Regions from separate parts of the Sus scrofa genome. Here all the other regions are linked to region 1. The links are chromatin contacts, called in public HiChIP or PLAC-seq maps. All regions are on one chromosome and are shown on one strand. Each heading gives the region's core, a stretch centred on a gene start, on an enhancer-like site or on the middle of the called end of the contact. The rest is flanking DNA. Distances are from core to core; before and after follow the strand shown.

Region 1 (4,732 bases), core at 1,314-3,813:
TTTGAAAAAAGTACGATGCTTTTTTGTTGGCCTGCTTATTTTGCCGTGGCGTTTTGATTCCGTTGGGCTGCGTCAATAAAACACAAGCGATTTTTCCCCTAAAATACAAATCCAAGAGGAACTGACATTCTCGGTAGCACTGAGGGTGTGGTTGAGCCAGCCACAAGGCATTACTCTAAAAAGCAAAGGTAACCTGATTAATTTTTATAAACCTGGGAGAAATTTCAAAAATCAATGGGAGGCACCCAGGAGACACTTGGATTTCAAGTCCATGTCTCATGGCTGAACCACACTTTTAAAAAATGAGGGCACTGCGGCAATGACCGGGGTTTCAGGGGGTCCCGAAAAGCTGATGAAAGACATGCAGCAAGAGAGCAGGAGGAAGGAAAAAAGGGGTGGTAATAGTATTTTTCTCATTAAAGAATCATGTACGATTACCCCGTTTTCTGAAAGTGAAGGAAATAACCTCACTGAAATGAATATAAGTGATTCATAGAAAATCTGAGTCTTTAAACCGTATTTACAAAGTAACTACGCTGAAATAAGCAATGTAAGTCATTTGCTCTCTTACTTTGGGGCTCTGGAAACTTCCTGCTTGTGTCAGGAAGGAAAACAAAAAGAACCTCTACATCAGCACAAGTGGATTAAAAATTGGCCAGTGATGGGAAAGGCAAGCAGAGTTTGGCTTGGGCTCTAGGGAAGCCCACACCAGACAATGGCAGAATCCTGGCACATTAACTGCGTGAAAAAATGCTAAGAGAATCGTGGGCCCTTGGCTTCTTAACGTCACAGAATTCTGTGTAATCGACTGCTCTGCACAGCTGAGCCGACCGCGGCCACAGGGTGACGTGAGTGCGGAGTGTCCGACACGCCATCCAGGGAGGGCCTGGCTGGTGAGCAGGGGTCCAGGTCGCTGCAGACAGCAAATGCTGGGGGAGAGCAAGGACCCGAAGACGTTCTCGGCCGAGCCCCGCGCCCCCTGGTGATAGCGATGTGGGGGAAGCAGTGGCTGGCTTCCGTTCATTTTGGAGAAAGAAGCGAGAGCCTAGCTCCTTGAAACCCCAAAATAAGTCGCTGCAGAGCATGCCACTCTCTGCAGGGGACACAGCGTATTTCCCGCGTGGAGGCAGCAGCCTGTTGAAGCGTGATGGTGAGGGAGTTCCCGCTCTGGCGAGTAGGGTGTGCTGGCGTCTCTGGAGCACTGGGAGGCAGGTTCGCGCCCCAGCCCAGCACACTGGGTTAATCAGATCCCACACCTGCAGCTGGGATCTGATTCCTGAGCAGGGACTCCATCGGCCGCGGGGCCGAAGAACAAGGAGGAGCCAGTGGGCATGGGTGGGAGGCGGAGGGCAGGCGCAGGCCCTCTGCCTTGGGACCCCTCCTCCCGAGCCCAGCCCTGGCGTGGGGGACTGCTCGGACCCCGCGGGACTTTCACAGGCCCGAGAAGGCAGCCCCTCTCTGATTCTGGGGCCGCGGGTAACACGACCTGGCAAGTTTGGTGCTTTGGGGTCACTGCTCTGTGTGAGGAGGGGCGCAGCGATGAGGACGGCCAGGCGGTCTTCTGTATTTTTATGTGAAGATAATGATGAGAACAGTCCGTATTATTTACTGGTGCAGATGGCACAGCTGGTGAGAGCGTGGACAGGGCCTGGGTCAGGGCGGAGCTTGGCCCCTGGCGGTGACCTGACGAGGGCGGAGTTCATTCTGCACAGAGAAGGGGCGCGAATGATCCCCTTTGCCGCGCGGCAGGGTTGTTGCGGGGATTGGTGGAGCTAAATGCAGGAAGGCTGAGGCCACGGGAGGCTCACGGTGTCCAGACCATTCTCTGCCCACGGCATCTCTGCTCCGTGAAACCCAAGAGCAGATGTAGTATCCTCTGCGCCAGCGAGACGCCGCGGCCCAGAGACGCTGGTTTGCCCAAAGGCCTTTCGTGGAGTAAAAGGGGGACTGCATATCCGAACCTGTCCCTGGTGTCGGCAGAGAGCCAGGGGTTCCCCACACCCTTCAGTCCCAGGCAGGCGGGGACAGAGGGCTCCCTGCTTCTGGCTCCACGTTGTTTTGCTGACATCATCCTACCCCAGTCAGTCCAAGGCTCTCTCCACCGTATTTTTCCCTTCTCCATTTCTGTCTCGGCCCCCACACGCCAACCAGTGATAGAAAACTTACGAAACTGCTTCGGGCCGGATTCCTGTGACAGCAAATGTCATGGGCGTCTCGACTGACTGGAAGGGGCGCACTCGGCGCGGAAGGCGGCTGCGGCGGCATCATTCGGGGCTAAACACTCCTATTTTGTTTTGTTCAACATCGTTCGTTTTCATTTATGAGGCAGAGGGAAATGGACACTTGCTGCCGTACCCTTTTAGAGAGAAGAGGTGCTCAGGAGTGAAAACAGACATTTTTGAAAGGTGGCACCAGTAAGAACTGAGGTTAGGCCTGTGAGTCATCAGGAGGGGACACGAAGGTCACTGACACAACCTGTGACTATTTAAAGGCAGGACTGCCTGGTCCCCACCCTTGGGGCACAGGGAGCAGAAACAATGTGTTCATTTTGTCCTGAAGGTTCCATCATGAGTCAGCATGGACTCGTTCTAAATATTTGCTTTTGGGGCGGGCAGAATTACTCAGCGTAGAAATGTAGGCAGCTGGAAATTTCAGTGGCCTTAGTATTCCCCCTGATTCCTAGCTCCCGTCAGTAGACACGTAGAGCCACAAAGTACGATTTTGACAGCTCACGTCCAGGCCGAGGAGAGGCGCATCTGTGAGGACACACAAAAGCTCAGTGATACAGTGTCTTTATCCTACGGAAAAAAATGTGGCTTTGATTCATTCTCAAGCTGGAATGTACTTGTGCGTTCAAATAAAGTCTGCCATCAGTTTTAGAGGGAGTTTGTATTGTGAGAGAAGCACAGCCAAAAAGGAAAAAATAAATTTTTTTCACGAGGCATGTGAAAAGTCATCAAACCCACGTGAAAGATCGTGGGCAGAATGCCGCTGCCTCAGTGGAAAGGGCTGTCCCGGTAACCCAGCGTTCACTGGGCCCCGGAGCACGGAGGCCTCCCGACGACCTCTGTCCATCAGGGACTCAGTGTGCAAACAAACATAAACAGAATCGGCCAGCACTTGGAAGATGTAGTGTATTTCCTGTGCATTATTATGGGAAAAAATAAACACACGTGTGAGTAAACGCTCAAAGAGCAGAGCAGGAATTATGCTGTTTTTCTGGCCGTCCTCTCTGGATAGCAAAGCAGTTTGTTTTTTCAAAGCAATTTGAAAAATGGGAAGAATTTTAGTACCTATTAAGGACGTGCTGTGTTTCTGTTCTCTGTGATTCCGACGTCACGCCCTATCTCAGCTGAGTCTTGACGTCATGCCTGGGTGGTGAGTATGGCCACTCCTGCGTGCAAGTGAGGAATCAAGGCGGAGGGAGGTCCCAGGGCACCCACGGGGCCCCCAGGCCTTGAACTAGATGTCCTGACACATGGTATGGGGAGACGGCAGGGCTGTCTGCGATCTTTGGGCAGGCAGCCTTCACATCGCCTGGCACCTGTTAGCAACGCCCAGTAACAGGCCCCACTGACCTTCATCCAGAATCCGCACGTGGCTGCATCCGGTTGATATACCCACGTCCCTACGCTGGACGGCTGCAGTTGACCAGGATCTCGTGGGGCTTCCTCTCAAGTATCCATGACACCACGTGCCCAGTCTCCCACCAGGCACCTCAGGCCTGGGGACCAAGTCTGTATGTCCTGGAGCCCAGCCTTTTCAGTTCCAAGCGCTGCGCAAATCATGGGTCTGCTTTTATGTCTGAGCGCCGTAGGCACTCGGTCAGGCATAGGGATTCAGCCCCAACCGCAGCTGAGTTCTAACCTCCTCTGAAAGCTGTGAAAGTGCAACCCTACTTAGACATGGTTGTGATAGCGGGAGAGGCGCCCACATCCACGGTTACGGCTTCTCCTCAGCATCCGAGCGTTCAGCAGGTGGAGCCGTCATTACCTTTCAACTCACTGTGGTAGGAAGGAAAAATAAAGTAGAGGCGTCTTTCCTAGACTCGCGAGCGGTAGTAGGTGTGAGTGATACAGGTGGCTTTCTAGGTTCTTACTCCACATTGGGTCACTGCCTTTTACTTCCTTGCTCGGTGGGGATGGACTTTCTCTTCCTGCCTGTGGACTACATGCCTGTCTTTTTAATAGACAGCTTTGGGACAAAGATGAAGACTTCCTATACCCAGAAATAACAAATTCAGTCTGTTAGTGAGTGAAAGGTTACCTCAGTTTTGAAAATTAGATTAATTTTAATGAAATACCACTTACCTAGGAGGCGCATTCATAGACTAAGTTTTAATGTTCACAGTTGGTTTGGGTGAAATTTATTCTTTACTTATTCCTTGCTTTCTAAACTGCGTCGTTGCTTTTATTTCAAATCCAAAGTAACTCAGTAAAATATTTCCAAACTCTTATAACCCGGTTTTAGCCGCTGGTGTGTTACTATGAAGATAGTTAATTATTGCTGAGCAGTGACCTGCTGATCAAACTCAAGATGGACAAATACAAGCAGTAGCCCAACCAGCAGATTTGCTTATTTTTTTCCATCAAATGATTTAAAATAATTACCTCTTCCTAGGAAGGCCAGGTCGTTAACCCCCTCTTCCCTAGTAGTTCTGACATGCTAATGTTTGGAATCAGCCAGACTACAGGACCAAAATACAGCAGAGCCAAACTGCGGGCTCACGTGT
Region 2 (4,732 bases), core at 925-3,424, 250 kb before region 1:
GGGACCCCCTGGCCCAGGAGGTTCTGCCTTCCCTCTCCCTTGGGGGCAGCTGGTGGACAAGGACAAACTAGGATGTCAATGGATCCTGTCTCTGCAAGGAGGGTCTGGCGGTGGACTCTCTACAGTAAAACCCTCTGAGAGCTCTGTCTACCTCCTGACTTTATCCGTTGTTGTCGTCGTTGTTACATGCTCAGCTTGAGGACCAAGAGTGCCTAACTGTGACACCTAGGTCTCAAAAGTCAACCTTTGTTCCCAAGTGAAAGTAAATATTCTCCCGCCTTCATTCAGAAACAAAACCCACTTTTTGGGTTTCATAAAATTTATTCTTCCTGTTGACACAAGAGAAAAGTTGGCTGACTATGAGTTGATGCATAGAAGATGCGTTACATAAGGACATTATCCCTTTTTAATCAAAATTTTCAGTGAAGCCCACTGTATACGGGGATAGTCAAATGCAGAGAGGACACAGCGTTCCTAGCCCGTAGGCAGACAAGGTCCAAACTGCCGTCGGACAGCCGGGCCAAAGGCAATTGGCTCTGAGAGGAAAGGAGGCTGAAATCTACGTATATCTGTCTTCAGCTTATCGGCAGTAAGGAGTTAGTAGCCCAGACATGGGTGTTAGTCAGATCATAATCTTTCACATAATGTATCTCGTTTGATCCTGACAGTGTCCCCCAAATCCCGGCAAGTATACCTTTCTAGGTCCCTCCTTGGAGAGTCTTAAGGGGCTTCCCCCAGTAGCTCTACATGCACTAAGACGGAAGGACGGGTTAAAATCTAGGCAAGTAAGTCATGAGCAAGAAGAAATGCTTGTGTTTGAAAATGACAAGTTCTCATTTATGTGTCACCAACCCTAATCCAATATATTCCTGAATCGTATATTATTTATATGGACTTATTTTTAAAGCAATTGTCCCATGTTTTTAAAGCAGATTTAAGAATATGGTCTAAAAAAGCCTGGACCAAGTTTCAATATATAATGATGGAATCTCTTCAAATAACTCAACAGGCACTGAAGGATTCATGCTGACTGCGGTATGTCTCAGAGTCAGAATCTGCCATCAGGACATACGGTGTAGGTAGGTTTGCTTTCACATTGATTTTTCTTCTTGTTTCAGCCTGTGTGATTCCCTGACTACCACGGTTGAGGTGGCTGTTTTAATTTGGTTACGGCCAAGGCAAGGCTGTGTTTATCACCTTGCCCACATTTTTCCTTCAAACCAGCGCATGAAACTGAATTCAATGAGCACTGCTGAAAGCAGGTCTAAGAAAGGCATTTGGCTTCAAGGTCCTCTGCTGACCGTAATAAATTGCTCGTGAGACTGTAGATCTGAAGACTTTATTGTATCCAAACTGGCTCTGAGGAAATGCTGAATTTCATAAATAATAATAACAGCAATGACGATGAACTTGGATGTGTCAACTTTCCAAGCAAATTGGAGCTGCACGTAACTTCAAAAGGAAGAAATGCTTTTGCTAGCTGTGGACTTAGAAATGCAGATGTGTCATACTTTAGGCTCTTGATTAGAACAAAACCCTGACAAATGCAGAATCATTTGTAAAAATAGGCATGTGTGAATACTACACATATTCTACATATATACATCATATGCAGTATACACACACACAATACTATGTAAAACTACAGGTATAGAAATACGGACACAAACACAGGCATACATTTAAAAAGCACACTATAAAAATATATATGTTCAAAGATATAAAGTATGCTAAAGTACATAAATGCTATAAAAGTGTGCATGTAATATATGACTATTATTAGTACATGTATTACATACACATATGTAATATATTACACATTAATACCATTATTAATATTAGTAGTATATTCTAAGTATATAGACTAATATATTTTAAAATATATACTCTTTTAATACACACTATAGTATATACTGATGTATTTTTTAAAACTGAAAGAAACCTAGTTTCCTTTTTATTTGTGTTCCTACGGGTGGCAGCCGCTTTTTTCCGGGTCTCTCTCATTAGCCGTGATTAGGATATTCCCTAATTCTAAGTCCTCATTTCTCAGTGTAGACTGTGGGTCCCCAGCCTGGGAGGAGGGAGCGGGGTTTCCCGGTTTTATAAACACAAGTCTCCCTGGAGATTCCTACCAACAGAGGACGAGGCTCCCCGGACACTTACTGAGGGTGGCCACTAGGGGGCACAGGTGTCCACGTTTCTGCATTTGGGGCAGCTGTGCTTCCCTGGCGCTGGGAAACTCTGATTCAGATCATTGCTGCAATTAGAGTTTTCAGGTGAAGATTTCCCCGTCTTTTCAAGTCTTTTCAGCCTTGAAACAAATTACATTTTATCGTTGTAAAGGTTAATTCAAATTCAGTGAACAATTTGGAAAATACCTAAGGTAGGACCACAGAAACAAAACCAAGGATGACCACTAAAATTTCCATCATCAAGAAATAAATATTCTGACAATATTTTGGTTTTCTGCCTATATGTTTTTGTGTATTTGTGTGTGTGTGTATATATATATAATTATATTATGAAATGAATGTTACAAAATGAATATAAATGAAAATTATATTATGAAATACCCAAAATTATATAATTTAATATATAATGTATATTTATATCTTATATCATATTTGCATATACCATATCATTCATACATGTATAGTTTTCAAAAATGGAGATTGCTTTGAAATACTCAATTATATTCTGTTTCTCTTCTCATTTCATTTATACTTTTTCTCAGTTTGGGTGGTGAACACATACATTTCATGACAAAATATATGAGAATTGAGCACTCTGCAAAAGGGATTCAGCATTGTACTGACTGTGGGCTCCATGAAATAAAATGAGGGCAGGGGGTTCCCCTCACGGCTCAGTGGTTAACAAACCCGACTAGCATCCGTGAGGACGCGGGTTGGATTCCTGGCCTCACTCAGTGGGTTAAGGATCATGAGCTGTGGTGTAGGTCGCAGATGCGGCACAGATCCCGAGTTGCTGTGGCTGTGGCTGTGGCCAGCAGCTGTAGCTCCAATTCGACCCCTGGCCTGTGAACTTCCATATGCCACGGGTGTGGACCTAAAAAACAAAAACAAAAAAAAGAAAAGAAAAAAAAGAGGGCATATCTCCAATTTTCATCAGCACGTCTGGGTCACAGACTCAGGAGAGACTTCATTGCAAGCTCATATTCTACCCTACTTGCTGCAAAGAGCCTTAGCTAGTTTAAGGATGTCAAAATCTTAGCATATCCTATTGCTAAAAGCTCTGGTTTTACATGCGGTACCGTGGTACGACTTTTATGCCTTAGAACTTTCCATCTTGCCATCTTCCAGCCTTTGGAAGACATGTTTTCTGCAGTATTTACTTGGAATATTTTCCCATCATTTTTGTATTCTATTGGGTAACTTGGAAAGCTTGACTAATATAATCTTTCAGACTGCCAAGAACTAACAGGCAGAAATTAGATCAGCTAAGTTTACTCTTTCTCTTAATAAATATTTTGTGAGACTCTGCTGCAGTCTGATTCATGGACAAATGTTACACAAGGCAGACTTTGCCTACTTTCTAGCCTCTGCCTAAAATGCCACTCTCAGCAGCAAAGTGATGTGTTTCTCTGTCACCTCTAGGTACAGAAAGAAAAACTTTAGTTTGGACATTACTGAGTCAGGCACACAAACCTAGAGACCTCGCAGGTCTGTAGTGAGGCGAGGAATGCGGTAGGTCCCAGGGTTACGGCTCAAACCCCGTGTCTTGCACTCTTGGGGCTCATTAATGACTTCTAAGGCCTTCCTGTAACCACTGGGACAATTAATTTAATTAAAATCAACCTAATTCAGCCAACATCCGGTTCTGCTAGAGAATATATTAGATACTCTCATGCATTAAAAAAAAATTTGCTTCTAATTCAATAAATATTACTGGAAATCAGCTATCCACGTGGAAAAGGTAAATGACATTAAAAAGTAAATTTTACCTAAGGTGGAACTACGTGTAAAGAACAAAACTTTAAAATGTGGAGGAAAAACACAGAAGAGTCTCTTCATGTCCACAGGGAGGGAAAAATTAAGTCCGATCAGAAAGGAAAAACACAAATCATGAATGCAATCAGTTCATCAATCAATCAAATTTAATATATTTAAATTAAATTAAAACAATTTAAATAAATATTTAATTATATTAAATTTTTGATTAAAAATAACAAGCCACAGACGGGAGGAATAAAGAGACTGACAGTGCATACAATTAATACAAAACTATCAACCAAAGTAGAATTTTACAACATAACTCCAAGAAGAAGACCAAAAAAGGGGAAAAAAAGGGAAAGATAAGGAGAACAGAACACTTCACAGAAGGTGAATTTTTATAGGACAATAAAATGATGCAGACGTGTTAAAATAGTGGAAAAAAAGGGAAATAAACTGAATGTCCATTGGCAGCATTGGTGAGTATAGTTTTATATCGCTATAAACGAGAATTTATTATTCCCTGGATTTTTGTTTTCCTGAGGTTGTTCATTAAAATAATCTCGGTCTGTCTTTCCAACAATTTAAACAGAGCCACTAAAAGGATCTGGTGCTATTCATTTAAGTTAAGATGGATGTGACAGTTGAGAGAAGCGACGTTAGTATAATTTTGTTTACATTTTTCTCAGAGCAATGTGTTTTTTTAAGAACAAAAGAACGGGACTAAATCAACTCCATTCATGCAAAAGAAAATGGCTGCTTTTGCCAAAGATCCTGATGTG
Region 3 (4,732 bases), core at 618-3,117, 210 kb after region 1:
CGCTGCTCATCCCCAAGTTGCGCGGGGACCCGGGTGAAGACACAGCTTCAGAGGTTGCTCAGATGATCCCTTGTTGCTAAAAGCCTGGTGGAGGCCGTCTGGGTTACTTTGATTAAAGACTTGTCAACGCTGAAGAGTTTTCCTGAACGGGGCCTCTGAAAGCTGTGAAAGGTCACGGGCCAGAACCGAGAGAGGCTGATGATAGGGGCCCTGGGCAGCCTGCCCGAGACATTGGCTCCTGAAAAGCCCAGGGGGTCCCTGCGGGACACTGCCTGGCAGGCTGTGTGACCCCTGGGTTTGTCCCCCGCTTAAACCAGGGCTACCCAAATTCATTTTGCATCAAGAGTGGATAGACTGAGAGAGGAAAATGGTTTTAATTCCTCGGAAATAACCAGAAAACAGAACGTGGTCTCCGAGGAGAATTTTCTTCCTGGGCAGGCTTTCCTATTCCAAACTGTCAGAGCACCTGCAGGGCACTTGAGAGTTCCCGCAGAGCAGCACGAGACCCGGACGTATTTATGCCTCTATTTCTTTCTAATTGTTACTGCAGCACAGCCGATTTACAGCATTGTGTTATTTGCAGGTGTACAGAAAAGTGATTCATTGATGCGTATCTATGTGCATATATATTATTTTCCAGATTCTCTTCCATGATAGGTTATTACAAGATATTGAATATGGCTTCCTGGGCTGTGCAGTAGGTCCTGGCTGGTTATCTATTTTATATATAGTAGTAGTTGTATTTTTTTTTTTGTCTTTTTTTGTTGTTGTTGTTGTTGTTGTTGCTATTTCTTGGGCCGCTCCCGCGGCATATGGAGGTTCCCAGGCTAGGGGTCCAATCGGAGCTGTAGCCACCGGCCTACGCCAGAGCCACAGCAACGTGGGATCCGAGCCGCGTCTGCAACCTACACCACAGCTCACGGCAACGCCGGATCGTTAACCCACTGAGCAAGGGCAGGGACCGAACCCGCAACCTCATGGTTCCTAGTCGGATTCGTTAACCACTGCGCCACGACGGGAACTCCATTAGTAGTTGTATATTTTAATCCCAAATTCCTAATGCTTCCCTTCCCCAGCCCCTTTCCCCTTGGTAATCATAAGTTTATTTTCTGCATCTGTGTTTCTGTTCTGTAAATAAGTTCATTTGTATCATTTTTAAGAGTCCACATATTAGTGATAACATATATTTATCTTTCTCTGACTTAACCTCACGTGGTTTGATTTTCAGTTGCTCTCGTCTTCAAATATGTTCTCTATCACAAGCTTTTATTCACAAATTCTTTGCTGTAATAAAAACATTAGGATGGGTCTCCATGGAATTAATGAGACATTTTTAGTCATTGGAGAGAAAAATTCAATGGATGTTTTCCCACGTTCACTACTCAGAACCTTGGGTGAGGTCCAGGGTTTGAAATCTGAAACTTGAAAGTTCAAATTCTTTGTGGAATTTTCCTCTTGAAAATGTGTGTTACCTCCCCAGTTTTGAATCCTGGCCCCACGCTTCCTTTGTCCCCTGATGGACACGGTTCAGAATCCTTTTCAAAGATGTGCATTTAGAACTGCTCCCCACACGGCTGAGAAACGAGTCGAGGCAGCTATCAGTGAGCGTTAAAGATTACGGAGGATTCGCATAAGAGCCAAGACCCCGAGGGATGAGTTCGTTGTTACACTGCACACAGTAGAAACAGTTGGAGTCAGGGACTGAGACTGGGGGGGGGGGTGATTAAGGAGAAACAGGACGCAAAGAAGCTCCTCTGGAAGAGGGGTGCTCTTGGCAGAGAGACTGCCTCCGGGGGCCAGGAGAGACAGGCCGCAATGAACTTGGGGTCTGCGCTGGACCCGGGGCATCCCTGAGTGGGTTGGGAGCTGGCTAGAGAGGCTTAAGCCTCGGGACGTGTCATCACTCTGTTTTCGTTTCGAAGGGCTGGCTGTGGGCTCCGTGCTGAGGACAAGCTGGTGGTGGAGCGTGTGGGGAGGGAGCAAAGCCAGAAGGACGGGAAGGGCCACGCAGCAATTCAGGGCCCCGTGAGGGCCTGTCCACCACCCAGCACCCAGCCAGGGATGCAGAGGGGCTGGGGTCCAGGGAGCCGCTGGGGAGAACAGAAGCTGGGGCGTGTGAGGAGAGGAAGTCACAGGGAACCCCAAGGAACGGGCGGGGGTGGGGGAGCTCTCATTTCCTGAGAAGTTTGGAAATTGGGGTGTTTTCCAAAATTGTGTGTTTGAGAGGCTAATCTGGTAACCCAGGGAACTGCAGAGCAGACAGTGAGTTCTGAGCCTCTGGGCTGTTTGTGTGGACTTGGAAGTCTGCAGGGCATTGGGTGTGTGTGTGTGTGTGTGTGTGTGCGTGTGCACGCGCAGCACTTAAAGCTACAGCGTCACCAAAGGAAAGCATCCCAGGACTGAGCCCAGGATGTTCCAGATGAAAAGGAGCAAGGGCTACAGGCAAGGGCCAGGGTACCCGGGGCCAGGAACGGACACATCCTCAGGAAGAAGACGTGCCCTCTGTGCCTGATACCAGTGACGGTCAGGGGAAGTGATGGATGGGGACACAGCGGGGACGGTGACCCCAGCGGGGCTGTTAGGAGAAGCCTGCTCTGGCGGCTCCTACAAGCATCCCCCAGGGAACCGTGAAGAACAAAAACAGACAATGGTCAGTGGAGGAAAATTAAGCAGCGTGACAAACTGAGAAAAGAAACGAAAGTGTCATAAAAAACGCGCGTGTGAAGGGACTTGGGCAGGAGGGCCCTGCAGGGTGGCCTCGGAGCTGTCCTTGGATTTGGCAGGTACAGCGCGATTTTATAGGGAGAGGGAGCCAAGCTGTGCTGGGATAAGGGGCAGCCAGCCTACCTCTAGACGTCTGGTACCTGAAGAAAGGAAGATTGGGAAGGGTCATGGCTCTGACCTCCAAATATCTCGGGTTGTATCTTACCCAGACACATGCCTTTTCATGTTTTAACAGCTCTGAAAACAGAAGGCATCTTGGCAATTGATGGCAGTTTTCAGTGTTTATTGGCAGCATTTTTTTCTTTCATTCTCTGTGGCTCATAATGTTACGGTACATTTTACGATCCATGTTGCTTAGATTTCATAAAACATGGGCACAGAATGAATGACTAAGCCAAGGAGAAAGAAGAGTGTAAATGGACATAAAGATGCAAGAGAAGGACGTGGGAAGAGATGGTTTGAGCAGCTTCGTCACCCAGGAAATGCCTGTCCAGGGAGTGAGGGAAGATCATTGATGGGCCAGAATGATTTTTTTTTTTTTTAATGGCCAAACCCACAGCATATAGAAGTTCCCAGGCCAGGGACTGAATCTGAGCCCCAGCTGCAACAATGCCGGATCCTTGACCCAGGGTGCAGGGTGCAGGGTGCAGGGTTGGGGATTGAACCCATGCCTCTGCAGTGATTAGATCCTTTTTATTCTCTTTTTTCCCCCATTTTTGGCCACCCCTCGGCATATCGAGTTCCCCAACCAGGACTCACATCTGAGCCACATCTGTGACCTAAGCCGCAGCTTCAGGATCAGGATCCTTAACCCACTGTGCAGGGCCGGGGATCGAACCTGGGTCTCAGCGCTCCTGAGATTCTGCGGTCTGGATTGTGCCACAGCGGGAGCTCCCAGAGCAGATTTTTAATTGGATTCCTGTGTTCCCGGCTAGGAGGACAGAGGTCAGGGTAGTGCGGGGCAGAGTCGGGGCCTGGCGGAAGGATGGAGCAGCCCGTGTGCTCAGTGCGGGGGAGGACAGTGAGGGGACACAGTGCCTTTTTGGGAAGGGGCATTTCTGAGGGAATCATCTCTCCGAGGCCCGGGCTTGTCACCTGAGTGTCTCCGAGGAGCGAGAGGAAGTGGATCTTTTGCTTAGTCCTTGTTTCAAGGGCCAGGAAAGAGAAGTGGTCAAATAAAGTTCATGCAGATGGTAAACGGCAGAATTTGAACTTGACCCTGGATCTCTCTCAATCCAAAGCTAGTGGCCTTTTGACCAGACAATATTGCCTCCCATGAATGAGGGTCCAGCATGGCCCAGCCCCACTCCCCCGCTTGTGTGAATACGGAGGCCGAAGCTACCAGGGGAACCAGGACGAAAACCGTGCTGGGTTCCTGCCAGCGGGATACCGGCATAATCGGAGCTTCCAAAGGGCGAGTTAGTGGGATGTTAAATATTAAAAGGACCATCCTGTGCTCTTTCAGCGGGAAATAGTTCTCATTTACAGGTCACCGAAGCCAGCCACACTCACGTGTAACGTTCGCCCGAGTCAGTGAGCATTTCTCTTAAAGACCCACCGAAGCAGGTTCTGCGTGCTTATGTTTTCTGGCTTATAATTTCTACGTTTTGTGAAGTACTCATATTCCTGTGTAAATAATGGTCAGATCCTGTGGGCGGTCCCTCGTGTGACGCCTCGGTCCCCACGGTCACTCGGCACACGGGACACACCTCTGATCACGGGCTCCTCGCGACTCCGCTCGGGGTGCGTGGGCCGCGGGCTTCTCTCCGGGACTCGTCCCCGCGGAGGCAGGGGAGCGGGGCCCTGCGTCCCCAGCCTCGGAGAACCACTCACCCAGAGTCCTGCTCGAGGGGCAACGAAGCTGTTTGCAGGAGAAAACCCGCCCGTACGGAAGGCAGTGCCTCCTGTTCGCCCTCCACGGAGGCGCCTTTCCAGAAGCGATGCTTCGCAGGCGGAAGTAGACCCCTGTCCAGTTTCTTCTCCCGAACTGAGTGGCTCTGCTGGCAGC

The links. HiChIP or PLAC-seq counts read pairs in DNA pulled down with a chosen protein or histone mark.
Region 2: an H3K27ac HiChIP or PLAC-seq map of skeletal muscle shows a contact between it and region 1, with 2.6 times the contacts expected there. The contact joins two enhancer-like sites. A contact is called at or near these places in 10 of 47 Hi-C or Micro-C datasets (embryonic fibroblasts, heart right ventricle, mesenteric adipose tissue and 4 more) and 1 of 2 datasets of contacts at active chromatin or transcription factors (skeletal muscle).
Region 3: a contact with region 1 is called in an H3K27ac HiChIP or PLAC-seq map of skeletal muscle, with 2.2 times the contacts expected there. The contact joins two enhancer-like sites. A contact is called at or near these places in 2 of 47 Hi-C or Micro-C datasets (liver and omental adipose tissue) and 2 of 2 datasets of contacts at active chromatin or transcription factors (alveolar macrophages and skeletal muscle).

What each region holds. Positions count from the first base shown.
Region 1 is chr10:66,066,833-66,071,564 of Sscrofa11.1, forward strand. No RefSeq gene overlaps it. Among named protein-coding and RNA genes, the nearest start is that of AKR1E2, 380 kb to the left of the region's middle. Within about 2 kb of position 2,564, at least 26 of the 83 cell types and tissues checked have an H3K27ac peak or open chromatin away from gene starts, as enhancers often do. A contact at or near this core is called in liver, omental adipose tissue and skeletal muscle, where this site is marked.
Region 2 is chr10:65,814,792-65,819,523 of Sscrofa11.1, forward strand. No RefSeq gene overlaps it. Among named protein-coding and RNA genes, the nearest start is that of AKR1E2, 120 kb to the left of the region's middle. Within about 2 kb of position 2,175, at least 29 of the 83 cell types and tissues checked have an H3K27ac peak or open chromatin away from gene starts, as enhancers often do. A contact at or near this core is called in omental adipose tissue and skeletal muscle, where this site is marked.
Region 3 is chr10:66,273,599-66,278,330 of Sscrofa11.1, forward strand. No RefSeq gene overlaps it. Among named protein-coding and RNA genes, the nearest start is that of KLF6, 210 kb to the right of the region's middle. Within about 2 kb of position 1,868, at least 34 of the 83 cell types and tissues checked have an H3K27ac peak or open chromatin away from gene starts, as enhancers often do. A contact at or near this core is called in liver, omental adipose tissue and skeletal muscle, where this site is marked.